Regions from separate parts of the Nothobranchius furzeri genome. Here region 1 is linked to region 2. The links are chromatin contacts, called in public Micro-C maps. All regions are on one chromosome and are shown on one strand. The core of a region is the stretch at or near the end of the contact, and the rest is flanking DNA. Distances in the headings are between cores, read along the strand shown. Region 1 holds the start of LOC107379383 (polycomb protein SCMH1). Region 2 holds the start of med18 (mediator of RNA polymerase II transcription, subunit 18 homolog (yeast)).

Region 1 (7,382 bases), core at 1,668-4,167, 160 kb before region 2:
AGGAGTCCACCAGGCGCCAGAAGTCGTTCTTATTGTCTGACCCGTCCAAGCGCAGCCTCAGCCGAGAGCCTGTCAGACCCACCACCGTGGCGATGCAGGTGGACGTGGTGTTCCGGGGGTCCTGGGCCTCCAGCTTCATGCCCACCTTGAACTCATTAACTGGAGGTGTGAGGCTCTAAACGTTGGAACAGCAGTTGAAAAGGTGGCGATAAATTCAGCAGACAAGTTGAAAGTCTTGATGTTTAGTCAAATCTTGTTACCTGTTTGAAACACGACGAAGGAGCAGCTGAAGCTCCCGTCTCTTTCAGGTACTTTTCCCAACTGAAGTGGCCTGCAGACGAATATCAGTGTTAAATCAGCAACACTGACACAAAATTGTCTTTGTGATTTATTTAAAAACAATCAAATAACTAGTTCACCTTGGTACAGCGAGGGTGCTCGGGAGGGCCGACCGCTCCGTGCATGCTTGATTATTTGGGGATCTTTCCATTCTAAAGCTGCGGGACACAAAACTCTTTCACTGGGAGTCACGGCTCGATGAACTACAGTATAAAGGTATGGTACAACTATTTTAATAAAACTTTTACGGCCATTTATAAAAGATAAATGCTCACGTTTTTGTGGCACAGGCTTCCTCATGCTCCAACAATTCTGTCCAGCTAGAAACCCAACCGCTCTAAAGACAAGAAAACAAACACAAAACAAAATATGAGATATTTGATGTAAAAGTCAGGCTAAACCACTATTAGCTTGTTCAGATCTAAAATGATGCATCAACTATGATACAGAATCCATGTAAGTCACTTTTGCAAAGAGTCGGTTAAAGATAAATCCAGTAATGATATTTTTGTGCACGGAAAGTTAGTTTAACAACTGGTTTGTGACCCTTTAGTGTAAATACGGCAAACAACACAAGTGGAATCGGTTTTAATGAATAAGACCTCTTAAGACTCTGAAAAAAAGCACAATCATGCCATAAAAATTAGGGATGGACAATATATCGGCATCAATATCGGTATCTGCAAGTGTTAGTCATTTTTTTTACATATTGGTTCGATAAATAAAACTGGGTCAATATTAACAACTAATATTTTTTCCATCTCATCTCCATTTGTTTGCTTGTTTTAGAGGGTGAGGGGGTTGATGTGCAATTGTTTAGTGATGTGACAGTGATTGTAATCCTCTCAGAACCGTAAATGTGTGTGGTGTGTGTACATAATAACGTAAATTCAGCTTTAATCAGTTTTATTCTATACAAAATCTAATAAATTTAGAAGCATTAATGTCAGTATATCGGTATCGGCCCAAAAATGTCATATCGGTGCATCACTAACAAAAATAACAACTTGCCTCTAAAAGTCTAAATTTTACATCAAGTTAAAATGAAAATGAGGTCGTTGTCGTCTTCCTCCGCTTATCCGGGTCGCAGCATCCCAACTAGGGAGGTCCAGCCCGTCCTCTCCCCGGCCACCCCCACCAGCTCCTCTGGCAGGACCCCAAGGCGTTCCTGGACCAGATTGGAGATTTAACCTCTCCAACGTGTCCTGGGTCGATCCAGGGGCCTCCTGCCGGCAGGACATGCCCGAAACACCTCCCCAGGGAGGCGTCCAGGAGGCATCCTAACCAGGTGCCCAAACCACCTCAACTGACTCCTTTCGATCCGGAGGAGCAGCGGTTCTACTCCGAGTCCCTCCCGAATGTCCGAGCTCCTCATTCCTATCTCTAAGGCTGAGCCCGGCCACCCTACGTGGTGGAATGAGGTAATTCTAAAACAAACACGGGAAACCTGTCATTAACTAAAACTTTTAGTAGATATTATTTTATTTTTGTCACGCATCAAGGTCAGATGATTAAACTAGACAAGAAAAAATGAGCCCAACGAGCAAAATAGTTTGCGCTATAAGCTGGAAACACTTAATGAATGAAAGAATGAATGGTGAAAGAGTGAACATAGGAAGAAGAGACTATAAACAATCCAAGGCGATCTGACAAATATTTGAATGTGTCCTGGCAAAACTTCCTTTCCACATCATCATCATCAGGGCTGAAAGAACTATTAAAGTTTGGATCTGAATGAAACCTAAAACTTGGGATTTTCTGCGGCTGGGATCAGGAAGTGGGCAGTTCCTAGAAACAAGCTTACCTTAAAACTTCATAACCGTCTGGCAGTGTTCCTACTCTCCGGACGATCTCGCTTTCGCAGAAGTGCGCCTTTTTCCTACGCGAAAGGGGGATGGCGTCCAAATTAAAGTAACCCTGCTCCTTGTTTTCAAATCTGCAAATCTGACAGGGAGACGGGAGTTAGAGCGGACGCACCTTCCTCCTGTTGCCAACCCAGCCCCCAAAACTCCAGCCGCTTTCGTTTGTCAAGCATCTTCGTTCAGACGCTAGATTTTCAACACGCCCGGGAGCCTGGAACATGTTAAGCTCCATTCAAAACACAAAGCTAACACATGGGTAGAAGAACGCCCTCCTTTTAGGCTACACGTTTGCATAAAACATTCGTGACAGCAGCGTGCCGAGTGTTGTTTATGAGTTATCGTCGGCTTAAAACAACACGCAACGGCTGGAAATAAAATATTACGAAGTGAAACGCAACATTCGTGCAGTTGCTACGCTACACACGCACGCAGACATGCCCACTGTCTTGAGATGCTAACCTAGCACGCTAAGCGACTCACGCGCTGAAACTGATTACAAATATTAGCATTGGTAAAACGGGGCTTTAGCTAACGGTAGTCTGGGCTCAAGCCGTACCCAGACCTTAAACGGGAGTTTGTACCTTACCCAGTAACGCCAGAATCGGCCTTTAATGGTAATTCAGCTTCTTTCCGCCATATTTTTTCATCCCGATGAGGAGGGGGTGCAGTAGCCAGCGTTTCTTGTTGGACGGTCAGGAAGGCAGACGGACACGGCAAGAAGGCAAGGCAGGCGGATGTAGGGTGAAACTACGGCATCTAGCGGTGAGAACTCGCTACTACAACCCAAAGGTGAATTAAAAACAGGCTCCGCATGGAAATATTTTTCACACAACAGTAAAAATCCGCAGTGTTTGATATATTTTTAATGTATATCTAAAATGACAGATTTATTTTTATTTTTGGGTTTACTTTCCCACATAGGAGGCTTCATAATAATGAGATTATTTTCCATCACATTTTTAAATCTCAACTCAACACAAACTAGTATTAAAATGATTTTCTTACTTGACAGGTCATTTGTTTATATGTTTAATGTTTTAAACAAGTCTTTGAACAACCTTTAGCCTCTTAATGGAGTACAGTAATGATAAGAGAACCACATGAATCACAGGAAAAGGGGAATTTGATTGATTTTAAATGCGGTACAATTTTTGGGAGTCGGATAGGCTGGCTAGAGTTTACAGCTGCAGAAGACAACACCTGGTTGTCACTCCTGAGGCTACAATTCACACGGAATCACCAAAACTGGACGTAAAAGGCTGAGAAAGTGCAGATTTTATCTCCAACATTCAGAATATGAGGAAAGGCAGGATCCATCCTGTCTCGTAGCAATGGTTCAGGTTGCTGTAGGTGATTTGATGGCGTGTGGAGGATGTTCCTGATGCACTTTGGTCTCCTCACCCAGCCAGCATGCATAGGTGTGCCCCATGTGGACACATATGGGCAAAGTGTATGGGTGCCAACAGGGTTTGTCTACGGTTTCTGTGGTTGGGTAAGACACTTAACCCTCCCTACCTGCCTGCTGGTGGTCGAAGGGACTGGTGGCGCCTGTGTTTGGCAGCCTCGCCTCTGTCAGTGTGTCCCTGGGCAGCGCTGGCGACATAGCTCATCATCACCAGCATTTGAATGTGTGTGAATGGATGAATGATACACTTTAGTGTAAAGCGCTTTGGAGTCCTCTGATTCTGAAAGGCGCTGTAAAAGTGTGGGCCATTCATCATCATATATGACGCTGGCTGGGTCAGTACGAACGGAGCATTGGTTTACCCCCACAGCCTCCCTGAGTATTGTTGCTAACCATTTCCATTCCTTTATGACCACACTGGACCCATCCTCTGATGGCTACTTCCAGCAGAATAATGCACCATGTCACAAAACTCAAATCATCTGGACACACGGTGAAGAGTCCACAACGACCTCCTCATTCTCCAGATCTCAATCCAGTCTAGAGCCTTTGGGATGCGGTGGAACGGGAGGTTTACTTAATGGGAGGACCGTTTACAACACCTCGTTGAATCAATATGAAGTGACCAGTTAGTTGTTCCAGTTTCTGTCTTTATAGAGTTTCTATGTAGTAAGATGTAAACCTGATCTTTAACGGAACCCAAAATAATTTTACATCTACTTTAGTAAAACATACTGCAGCAGTGCAAAAGGTCTGTACTAGTTTTTTTATTATTGCTCTAGTTTTGTGTGCTGAAATCAAAACACGAGGAGTTCGCCTTGAGCGTTACATGAATGAGATTTATTTGTAAGAGAAGACTTAGTTTAACCTTTTAATCGTTATTTGTTCCCATCAGGATAATTAGTATTGTGAGCCGATTTGACGGAAATACAGCTTCATTTCTTAAAAACCACAAACTCAATATTTATCCGAGTTACTCACTCCTTATGTGCCAGGCAGGACTCTCCGTTCAGGTGACCTCCACCTACTACAGATTCCCCGTCAACGCTGCAAAACCCGTGGTGAACGAGCTTTTTCTGTCTGCGCTCCAAAACTTTGGAATGATCTCCCACTGAATATCAGAATCTCCTCCTCCATTGGGGTTTTTCAGTCCCACTTAAAGACTTATTTTTATTCTCTTGCTTTTACTACCTAGCTATTTTATCGATGGTTTATTTACACTGTTCTTTTACTGATTTTATTGACTTCTCATGGTTCTTTGTGTTTTGCTCTAGTTGTTTTATTCTTTTAAATTATTCTTTTAACCCTATATGTTTTTACCCCTGTACAGCACTTTGGTCAGCTCACATGCTGTTTTTAAATGTGCTTTATCAAATAAATGGAATGGAATTTAAAAACATAGCAATGTGTTAGAAAACTGTTTTATCCTAGATGTGATCCTAGTGTAACAAATGTAGCACAGGATAATATCTCTAAAGACATTTTAGATAAATTAGAAAGGTGTGAAAATTAAAATCAGGGTTCATTTGGTAATATCATGCCAATTAGACGAGGGTAGCAACTGTAACTATGTGATTTGAACGGACACCTGGTGGTTCAATTGTGTGTAATGGTCACCTGGCAGCACGGCTAATGCCCATTTTAGCCTACGCTGGGCAGGCCACGGCCCATTGGCCCCATGCACACCAGGCAATTATGTTTGGTTTCACACGGTGAAAAGGGTTAATTGGCAGCGCCCACGTTCCTGCTTGGACCTGTTTCACGCTTGTCAGCCTTCATCGTATCAAAGGAAGCTTCAATTCACCCGGCACCAATATTAAAACACACACACACACACACACACACACCTCAGCAGTGTGCAGGAAGTCTACATGGGCAAATACTATCTTTATTCTTTTAAGAGAGTAAACAGATTTAATCTCTTTAAAACGTAAATATAAGCACACACTCTTGTATCACTCATAAGAACGAATAAGCAAACTGCTTGTGAGTGTGTGTCATCACCTGCATGATGTAGATTGTTTTTGGGAAGTAATTCCACATAAAGTCACTAGGGGTCAGTGTTGTCCCTTAAAAGAGCATGCCTCATCATCGCGACACTAAATTGCTCCATCTCACGCTGATGCATTCTGTATTTCCTTTGACTGCGTATTCTCATCATCTCGCCAGCATCATCCCTTTAAACTTTTATTCCATCTCGCATTTCGTAATTCTTTTTGAACAGTCCTCTCTGTTTTTGTGTACGAGTGTTTAGTTTCCTCTTGTGTCAGATGCATTTGGAAACTCATCTAATTACAGTGTCTCTGTCTGTGTTTTTACAGTTAAAGCCAAAATACGCCTTGTGCAACCGTGCCCACTGTATATTGTGTACGCTTCTGTGTTTTTGTGGTGTTAGCTGTTTATTTAAAGAAATACAACAACTGTGAAACTTAGTGTGCACTTCTGTAAAAAGTAAACATGCTATAAGAGAAAAAACAATCTAAGATTATCAATTTTTATTACACTTTAAAGTCTTTTCTTCAAGCTTTTGATCAGTATGATAGCGATTATCAGACATATGTTAGCAGCTTCACAACAAACCTGCAAAAGTGCAGCTTTTTATGAATGCACATTTAAAAAAATCCAATTTTAGTGGGTTTGTGTGTGTGTGTGTGTGTGTGTGTGTGTGTACCAGCATTTTTCTTTGCAATGTCTCACTTTTGCTCTTTTCAAGTTCTCACACTAAGTGAATTTGGCTCACGTAGCCGGGCAACAAGTTTTTTTGGATTTCCATCGTCTGGCTGAAGATGTCCACCAGCCAACGGCACAGCTCCATCACTGAGGCCCCGTTTCAGCGCGTGCAGAGGAGAGAAAATTTCTCCCTCACTGTGTCTCCTTGTCACTTTCAGCACTTTGGCACAGCACAACAAAGTCAACCCTCTTCCACATAAATGCCTCGGCACACACATGCACGCTGCGAGATGCTCGTTGTGTGTGCTCTCTCACAGCTAAATCTCAGAGGGTTCTCGTCAATTTCCATGAATGAGGACATGCAGGCGTGTGCACACACACACACACATTTGAACCCAGTGTCCTGATACACACTTCCCATCTCTGCTGGCATCCTGGGTGTCACATGCATGGAAAAGTGCAAGAGCATATGTTGAATAGAGGCTTGTTGTGTGTGTGTGTGTGTGGGGGGGGGATGTTTCTCTTGGATGTTGTCTTACAAGCTCTGACGACGAGGTGCAGAAAGAAGGCTTTTTTTTCGTCCAATTTATTAATCCTTTTAGGCAATGTTCTCTGTTCAGAAATGCAAATTGAATCAATCTGAGGCTGACTTTAAGACTTTTCAAGTGGGATTTAATTAGAAACCAGGGCCTGCAGTTTTTAATGAGAGAGGGGGTGGAGAGATGGAGAAAGAGCGAAAGAGAGAGGCATGGGGAGGGAGAGTGGGTTGCGGTTTTGATCTGGGGGTCCTGCTGGAGAAAGGATGCACAAACACACACACACACACACACACACACACACACACACACACACACACACACACACACACACACACACACACACACACACACACACACACGCACCCTGTGGAGCAAAGAATGAGGCGGATGCCCGCTGTTTAGTTTGTCTTCACTTCCATCATCTTGATCTTGTGCGAGTTCAACCAGGGACCTCGTTACTTCAGTGAATCTCAAACTTAAACACACCCAGCCTCTACTATATATATATATATATATATATATATATATATATATATATATATATATATATACATAAAGTATCGTTGC
Region 2 (7,142 bases), core at 1,151-3,650:
ATTTCCATGGCAACCACAGCTCCAGTAGATGATGAGAGGTAGCATTCAATTTGTTCCAATCAAGGCAAAGACAAGAGAAAGAGAGACCCCTAGTGGACGGAAAGAAAAACGTCCACAGCAAAAACCACCTCTTATTCAGTAAAGCATTAAAAGGTTCTTTGAATAAATAGCTTTAGCTGTTAATACACTATAATTTTCATCAACATGAGGAATAAATGAAGCATTTTTTAGATAGTGAAACAAATTCAAAAACAAATAAAACTCTCGAATAAAAGTTGAGCAGTATTTTATTTTCTATTAAGATAAAAAACAAACAATTAAACAAAAGTAGCTACATTAAATGAGTCCATGTTAGTCTGAATTCTACTTCTAATGTCTCTGCTTGCTTGGGTCAATCTTCTCCAGGTGAATCAGAGGTTTCAGTTGCTCTGCAAAGCTGCGCATGTCCTCTGAAACCGTGTCCTGGCCAGCAGGGGCCAACACGCTCAGTTCAACTAGGTGCGAATTTGACATTCGCTCTGTGTTTTCCGTGTTTCCTGGTAGCTGGACCCGAGAAACGTTGCAAACCACCACTTTCATAGCTCCTTTGCGAAATATGTGGCCGCTGGTGACAAATTCGTGGTCCATGCGGAAGCCCATCTCGTTCAGGAACTCTGGAAGGCTGTGAGAGGCAGCCACGTCAACGCAGTTGCGTACCAAGGCGTAGCGGTTTTTGTCTCCCACTTCAGGTTGGCCGAGATAACGCAGATGCCATGGAGCATTTGGGTGGGAGAGGGCGCGCCGGGCACGCAGGATAAAAGGATTTCCCTGCTGGCCTTTCAGAAGGTACACCAGCTCATGGTCTGTGAAAGTCTCGGGTTCCATGTTGTCACACAGACCACGGAGGCGATGCAGCAGGCTTTCCAGAGCCAGATCTAACACGCTGCCTGGATTCAACAAAAACAAAGAAAATAATGCTTCATTGAAGGAAAAATAACAGCAATCATTTTCTAACATGAATAATTCAAAAATAAAACAAACATCTTATGTCACTCAAACTTTATCTGAAACAGTAAAGGTATAAAACATGTATTCTATAATCAGTCTTCATCAGAATATGTTTTTCATGTAACACGTTTCCTTAAACTGTCAGATTAGAGGTTAATCCAGCTTTTGAGGACTTTTTCCACAGTTATGCTTTCATGGAAGCAGAAACAAGATTCTGAGATTTTACAAATTAGTAAAAATAAAATGACTAATAACTGATAGTTTCAGTTTATGGTAGAAGATCTTTTAAATCTTAGTTATCACCTACAAATATGTGTTCCTTATGCTGTACATCTTTGGAAACCCAATTTAGTATTTTTATTTTGTTGCTCTTAGTGGTTTGAAGGTTACAATAATAGCTTACTGCCGTTGTGTATGTACCTGCACTTTTGTTTTTATTTTTTTCTTCTTCCTTTTCTCTAAGCGTATGTTCTGCTCTAGAGTGAATGTCCCCCCTGGGATTAATAGCCTATTCAATTCAATTTAGATTTTTCCCCATTAACAGTCATCCATCTTTCATTGTTGACATAATAGCTGATATAAAATACTACATATGGCCACTAATGCAAAACTGACAATTGTATAAAACGTTGAAATGTCTGAAAAGTAATTTTTCTTGTGTACTTAAAAAGCACTCAGGGAGACTATTTTTATTTTGTATCTCACTAACTCACCTTGTAACAAATATTCCATCATATTAATCGTCCCACCGGTCACAGGCATCACGGTAACAGGAGGGGCCTCCATCTTTTCTCAGGTATCTGCTTTTGTCCCAATTTAAAAAGAAAAGCAGTCAGTAAGCTTAGCTCAACATGCTAATAAATAGCTAAATATTTCACTTTAAGAAAAAGGTCGAGGTGGTTCTAAACTTATTTTAATCAACACTTTGCATGCTGGCTCACTGTTACTTGATAATATGCAGAGCTTAATGTAAATAGCTACTTATGATGTTAACTTGTTCGTTATGCTAGCTAATAGTTAAAAGGCTAAATTATGTTGCTAAGCTAAATCATTCATACAGTTTGCGACTCCCCCAAAAAGTCTACTTTTACATGAAAAATAGCCATAAAGCAGAATGCTACTCCGTACCTGTTAAGGTAAACCAGAATAAATGTTGGCGTAATGGTTTGTTAAAGACCCGGTAAGCCTCTTCCGGTTAGCATGTAGCGTTAGCTAACCGCTAGTTCGCCAAGTTTTTACGTCAGCAACATACAAATGAGTCACTCCAGCTGTTCAAGTAAAAAATGGAGGAAACGTAGTCAAAATAAAACCACCCACGCATGTGGAGATTAGACAAAACATTCAATATGCATCAAAAATACGAGAGCATCTTTCTTTGGCTTGTTTTTGAAGCGCGTTACAACCGCTATGATAACACTCTGCTGCCACCTACTGGAGAATGACGGTTTTACAACATCTATGTCTAAAAACTACGGTGCACAAACGAAATGACAGGATCTTCGCATTAATATTCCACATTTCCTGAAATAAAAATAGAAATGAAGTTCATTCTGCAACTGCAGAAAGTAAATTAATGATCCAACAGTTTATAAATAATCATGAAAAAATAATCAGTCCAGTCACAACTAATCTGTTTCTCTATTATGATTTTATTCAGTTGTCTTCATCAGATCATATTTTAATCGCTTATAACTCTTTCTCAGAACGTCATTTTAAAATATCGGAACAGTTTCTTAAAAATAAATTCACTTCATTGTCTTTGGAAATTTTTAAACATTTAAAATTTAAATTGTATTATTTTATTCATAAATTCAAAATCTGCAAAATGAGAAATGTATCCACATTTCAGCAATATATCGTAACATATTATGGAAGAGTATGTATAAAATAAAATATATTTTAAATGTAGAAATTTATTTATTTATTTATTTATTTATTTATTTATTTATTTTGGGCAAAAATTGAGAAATTTTAGATTTTACCTCCACAACCCTGTGGGAGTAATAATTATACATACAATCATATTAGAAGTTGTTGACAAATTGATCACTAAATCAGAGGACAGTGTGGAAACTACAATCACTAACTCTTCAGTTTAGCTTTCATCTCTGCCAGGTGTGTTTCTACTACACTTTTATTTCACCATAAATGCAGTCAGTTTCACATGCATATCTATGTCTTCTTGCGGGAGGTGCCTTGATGACAAGAGAAGAATAAATAACAGTCGGGTTTTCTTCTTCTTCCTGCAGCATAAAACAAGACATTAATTACCTTAGCAAAACATCACATGTGGTATTTCATACATACACTTTATAATACTCATCATACCTTGCTGCCAAATCCGCAACAAGAGCTGTGAAACGGAAATGCTGAGGAGAGACAGAAAGAGAATCAGGTTGAAGGGCAAACCACTGTGCATGATTAAAATCTATATGTAAATTACAAAAAACAGGAAGTCTCAACGAAAACCTACAGCTGCAAATCCTACCTGCTTGCAGTCTTGATTTGAAGCAAAAAATCACGAGTGCTGTTACAGCTAGACATGCCGCAGTGATTGATACTCCATAAATGGCTGGAAACGTGTTTTCAGTCTCCTCAGATTCACCTGTAGAGTCAACAATATGTTTATTTTAATTGTTTAATTTTAATTTAGAATTTAAAAAAGAGGGTCGCGGCATTCACTCGCCTGCTGATGTGTTTAAAACTGCTGATGCTGATGTGTAAGTGCTGGTAACAGTCGTGCTATTGTCCAAAATCTGACCTGCCGTACAAACGAAAACCCCAGATGGAGCTACGTCCACTGATATTATCGTATTGTCCACCTGAAGCCTTGAAGTCTCTTTTCTAGTTTCAGAATCCACATCACACGTCACGAAACAAGACAGAGAGGAGTCCTCACGGTGGTGTACTACTGCCACAAAACAAACAAATATGTATATTTTAACATAAATCTTGTTTATTTTTCACAAATGAAGCAGATTACTGTGAGTTTCTTACCTTCTACCACACATAAGCTAACAGTAAGCTGTTTTTGACTCGGACCGCCACAGCGACTCGCCCAGCAGGTGTATTTCCCAACATCTGCAGCTTTAACATTAACAACATTAACGGTTGTTTCTGGAATCTGTTTGGATTCTTGGGCAGTTTTGTTGCTTGCTTCAAAAGTCCATTTTAGCTCCAGAAAACCCCCCGGACATGTGTGCATGAAGCTGCTGCCTGCAGTGATGTATGATGTCTCTTGAATTTCTTTCAGAGTTTCTAGAAGGACAATAAAAATATCAGAAATTGAAATAGAAATATGCGAAGGAATGAATAGATTTGTGAAAAGAACAGTCGTTCCAACCTTTTTGCACTCTGTAGATGTCCGACTGATCACTTCCGCATTTGTTTTTGTCACACTTTTCACACCAGTACATGCCCTGATCTTTCTCCTTAAAATCATCAATGATCAAGGAGCCATCATTTGAAACAGTGGCTCTGCGGTTAGAGGCATACAGTGTCAATCCTGTCTTATCTAGAAAGTATAATTGGGCTGCACGACTATGTTCATTCTCCTTGTAAACCCATCTAAAAGAATCCCACCGGGTGCCGACACGTTGACATGGTATCAGAACTCGACATCCCAGCCACACGTCGAGCTGATTTGTAGCTGTTAAAATAAAAAAATTTTTAGTTATTCACAAGCTTCTCTGGGAATTTTAAATATTAAATTGATTAGGTTGGTTACTTACCTGTTTTAGAGGAAATGCACTGATTCCATGTCATTAATAAAAACATCAACTTACAGTACTTTTGAATCGTAGCTGATGCGATCATTTGTATTTTTCAAAAAGACCATAAAAAGGTCTGTTTGAGATAAAAAAAAATTATTTTCAAAAGAGAAATGGCCAAGAATGTATATCTCAGTAAAACAGAAGCTACACTGAGCACAACAAAAAGACTCCCTTTGTGGTTATGCCATCACTGCTCATCAAAGTATGGCTCTGAGACTCAGTCAAAAGCTTTCAGATTGAGACCTGTAAAAGGTCGTGTTGACACATCGGAAGTGGTCCAACAGCCACTGCATCAGACATTTGACAGCATTTCTTTTTGGTGTGACCTCTTTTTTATGTTTTTGCTCCAGAAAATGTCTCTAGATACAATTAATGTGTGGGTCACAAGTTTATTTTCTCACACAGAGGTGTCACATTACAACAGTTTAGCTTTTGGTACATAACTATAGTGTTTTTATTACCTAGTTATTTTAAAAAGACGTGAAATTGAAAAAAGAAAGAACAAGACTGTGCTAGTTCAATGTTATTTATGTTTTGCAGTAGCTGAAGTAGTCTCTCTTGGTGTTTGTGCGGCATATGGGTGTTGTCCAGATGTAATGGTACACGCGGGAACTGGAATGGAGAATTGCACCAATAAAAAGCAGGTTTTTAATTAATGAATACATTTACTAAATTACAGAGGAAACAGAATGCAGGGTGGGTCATTTATATAGATACACCTTAATAAAATGGGAATGGTGATATTAGCATCCTGTTTGTGGCACTTTAGTATATGTAAGGGGGCAAACTTTTTCAAGGTGGGTGGTGACCATCGACATATATTTATATGGTGGTGACCATGGTGGCCATTTTGAAGTCGGCCATCTTGGATCCAACTTTTGATTTTTCAATAAGAAGAGGGTCATGTGACACATCTAACTTATTGGGAATTTCACAAGAAAAACAATGGTTTGCTTGGTTTTAACGTAACTTTATTCTTTCATGAGTTATTTACAAGTTTGTGACCACTCATAAAATGTGTTCAATGTGCTGCCCATTGTGTTGGATTGTCAATGCAACCCTCTTCTCCCACTCTTCACACACTGATGGCAACAACGCAGGAGAAATGCCAGCACAGGCTTTCAGTATCCATAGTTTCAGGTGCTGCACATCTTGTATCTTCACACCATAGACTATTGCCTTCAGATGACTCAAAAGATAAAAGTCTAAGGGGGGGTCAGACCGAGAGACCTTGGGGGACATTCAACTGGCCCACGACGACCAATCCACTTTCCAGGAAACTGTTCATCTAGGAATGCTCGGACCTGACACCCATAATGTGGTGGTGCACCTTCTTGCTGGAAAAACTCAGGGAACGTGCCAGCTTCAGTGCATAAAGAGGGAAACACATCATCATGTAGCAATTTCAAATATCCAGTGGCCTTGAGGTTTCCATTGATGAAGAATGGCCCCTCTATCTTTGGACCCCAAATACCACACCATACCATCACTTTTTTGTTCCAGCAGTCTTGGAGGGATCTATCCAATGTGGGTTAGTCTCAGACCAATAGTGGTGGCTTTGTTTGTTTACTTTACTATTCACATAAAAGATTGCTTCATCACTGAACAAAATCTTCTGCGTGAACTGAGGGTCCTGTTCCAATTTTTGTTTTGCCCATTCTGCAAATTCTGTGCACCGATCTGGCTCATCCTCGTTGAGATGCTGCAGTAGCTGCAGTTTGTAAGGGTGCCAAAGGGATGTTCGACTAATGGCACTCTCCAGTGACATGCAGCGAGTGCTATGCTGTAGGCTCTTGCTGAATGAAGCTAGGACAGCCACTGATGTTTCTTCATTAGTGACAGTTTTCATGCGTCCACATTTTGGCAAATTCAACACTGAACCAGTTTCACGAAACTTAGCAAGCAGTTTGCTAACTGTAGCATGGGAGATGGGTGGTGTCTTGCATTGAAATCTGCTGCAATGACTGTGAAACGTACCAAAAGGGTCAATTTTCACCTATATATTGACCAACATAGTAACCTTTCATCTACGGAAATAAATCCACTTTCTATTTGGCCTTCCAAACCCAGAAGGTTCTGCTCAGTGTGTGTTTACGTACAGAAGACAAATTATCCAGACAAACACTCTGTCCCAAGGTCCTGCACTTTCTGCGTAAAAGCCTGGCTGCTGTATTCATCACTCTGAATAAAAAGTGAACCTACTTGAATCCTGCAAGACTTTCCAACTTATGAGTTAATTAATCAAATGTGATGAATGAACAAGATGTTTAAATCAAATGTTTGAATAACTTGTGCTTAAATCAATGAATTTGAAATGAATATTGCTCTTAAAATGTTCCATTTCAGATCTTATGATCAGTATGGGTTTGATTTAACAAGTTA

Evidence for each region. A called contact is a pair of places that touch in the nucleus more often than the background predicts.
Region 1: a Micro-C map of tail fin shows a contact between it and region 2, with 17 times the contacts expected there. The contact joins the promoter of LOC107379383 here to the promoter of med18 in region 2. A contact is called at or near these places in 2 of 2 Hi-C or Micro-C datasets (skeletal muscle and tail fin).

The regions. Positions count from the first base shown.
Region 1 is chr5:72,202,589-72,209,970 of NfurGRZ-RIMD1, reverse strand. It overlaps LOC107379383 (polycomb protein SCMH1), which reads right to left and starts at 2,917. Exons shown (of 16, transcript XM_015950108.3): 1 at 2,788-2,917; 2 at 615-676; 3 at 420-497; 4 at 261-331; 5 at 1-175. The coding sequence starts at 639.
Region 2 is chr5:72,037,538-72,044,679 of NfurGRZ-RIMD1, reverse strand. med18 (mediator of RNA polymerase II transcription, subunit 18 homolog (yeast)) reads right to left here and starts at 2,400. Exons shown (of 3, transcript XM_015950104.3): 1 at 2,116-2,400; 2 at 1,701-1,790; 3 at 270-926. The coding sequence starts at 1,773. The coding sequence ends at 370.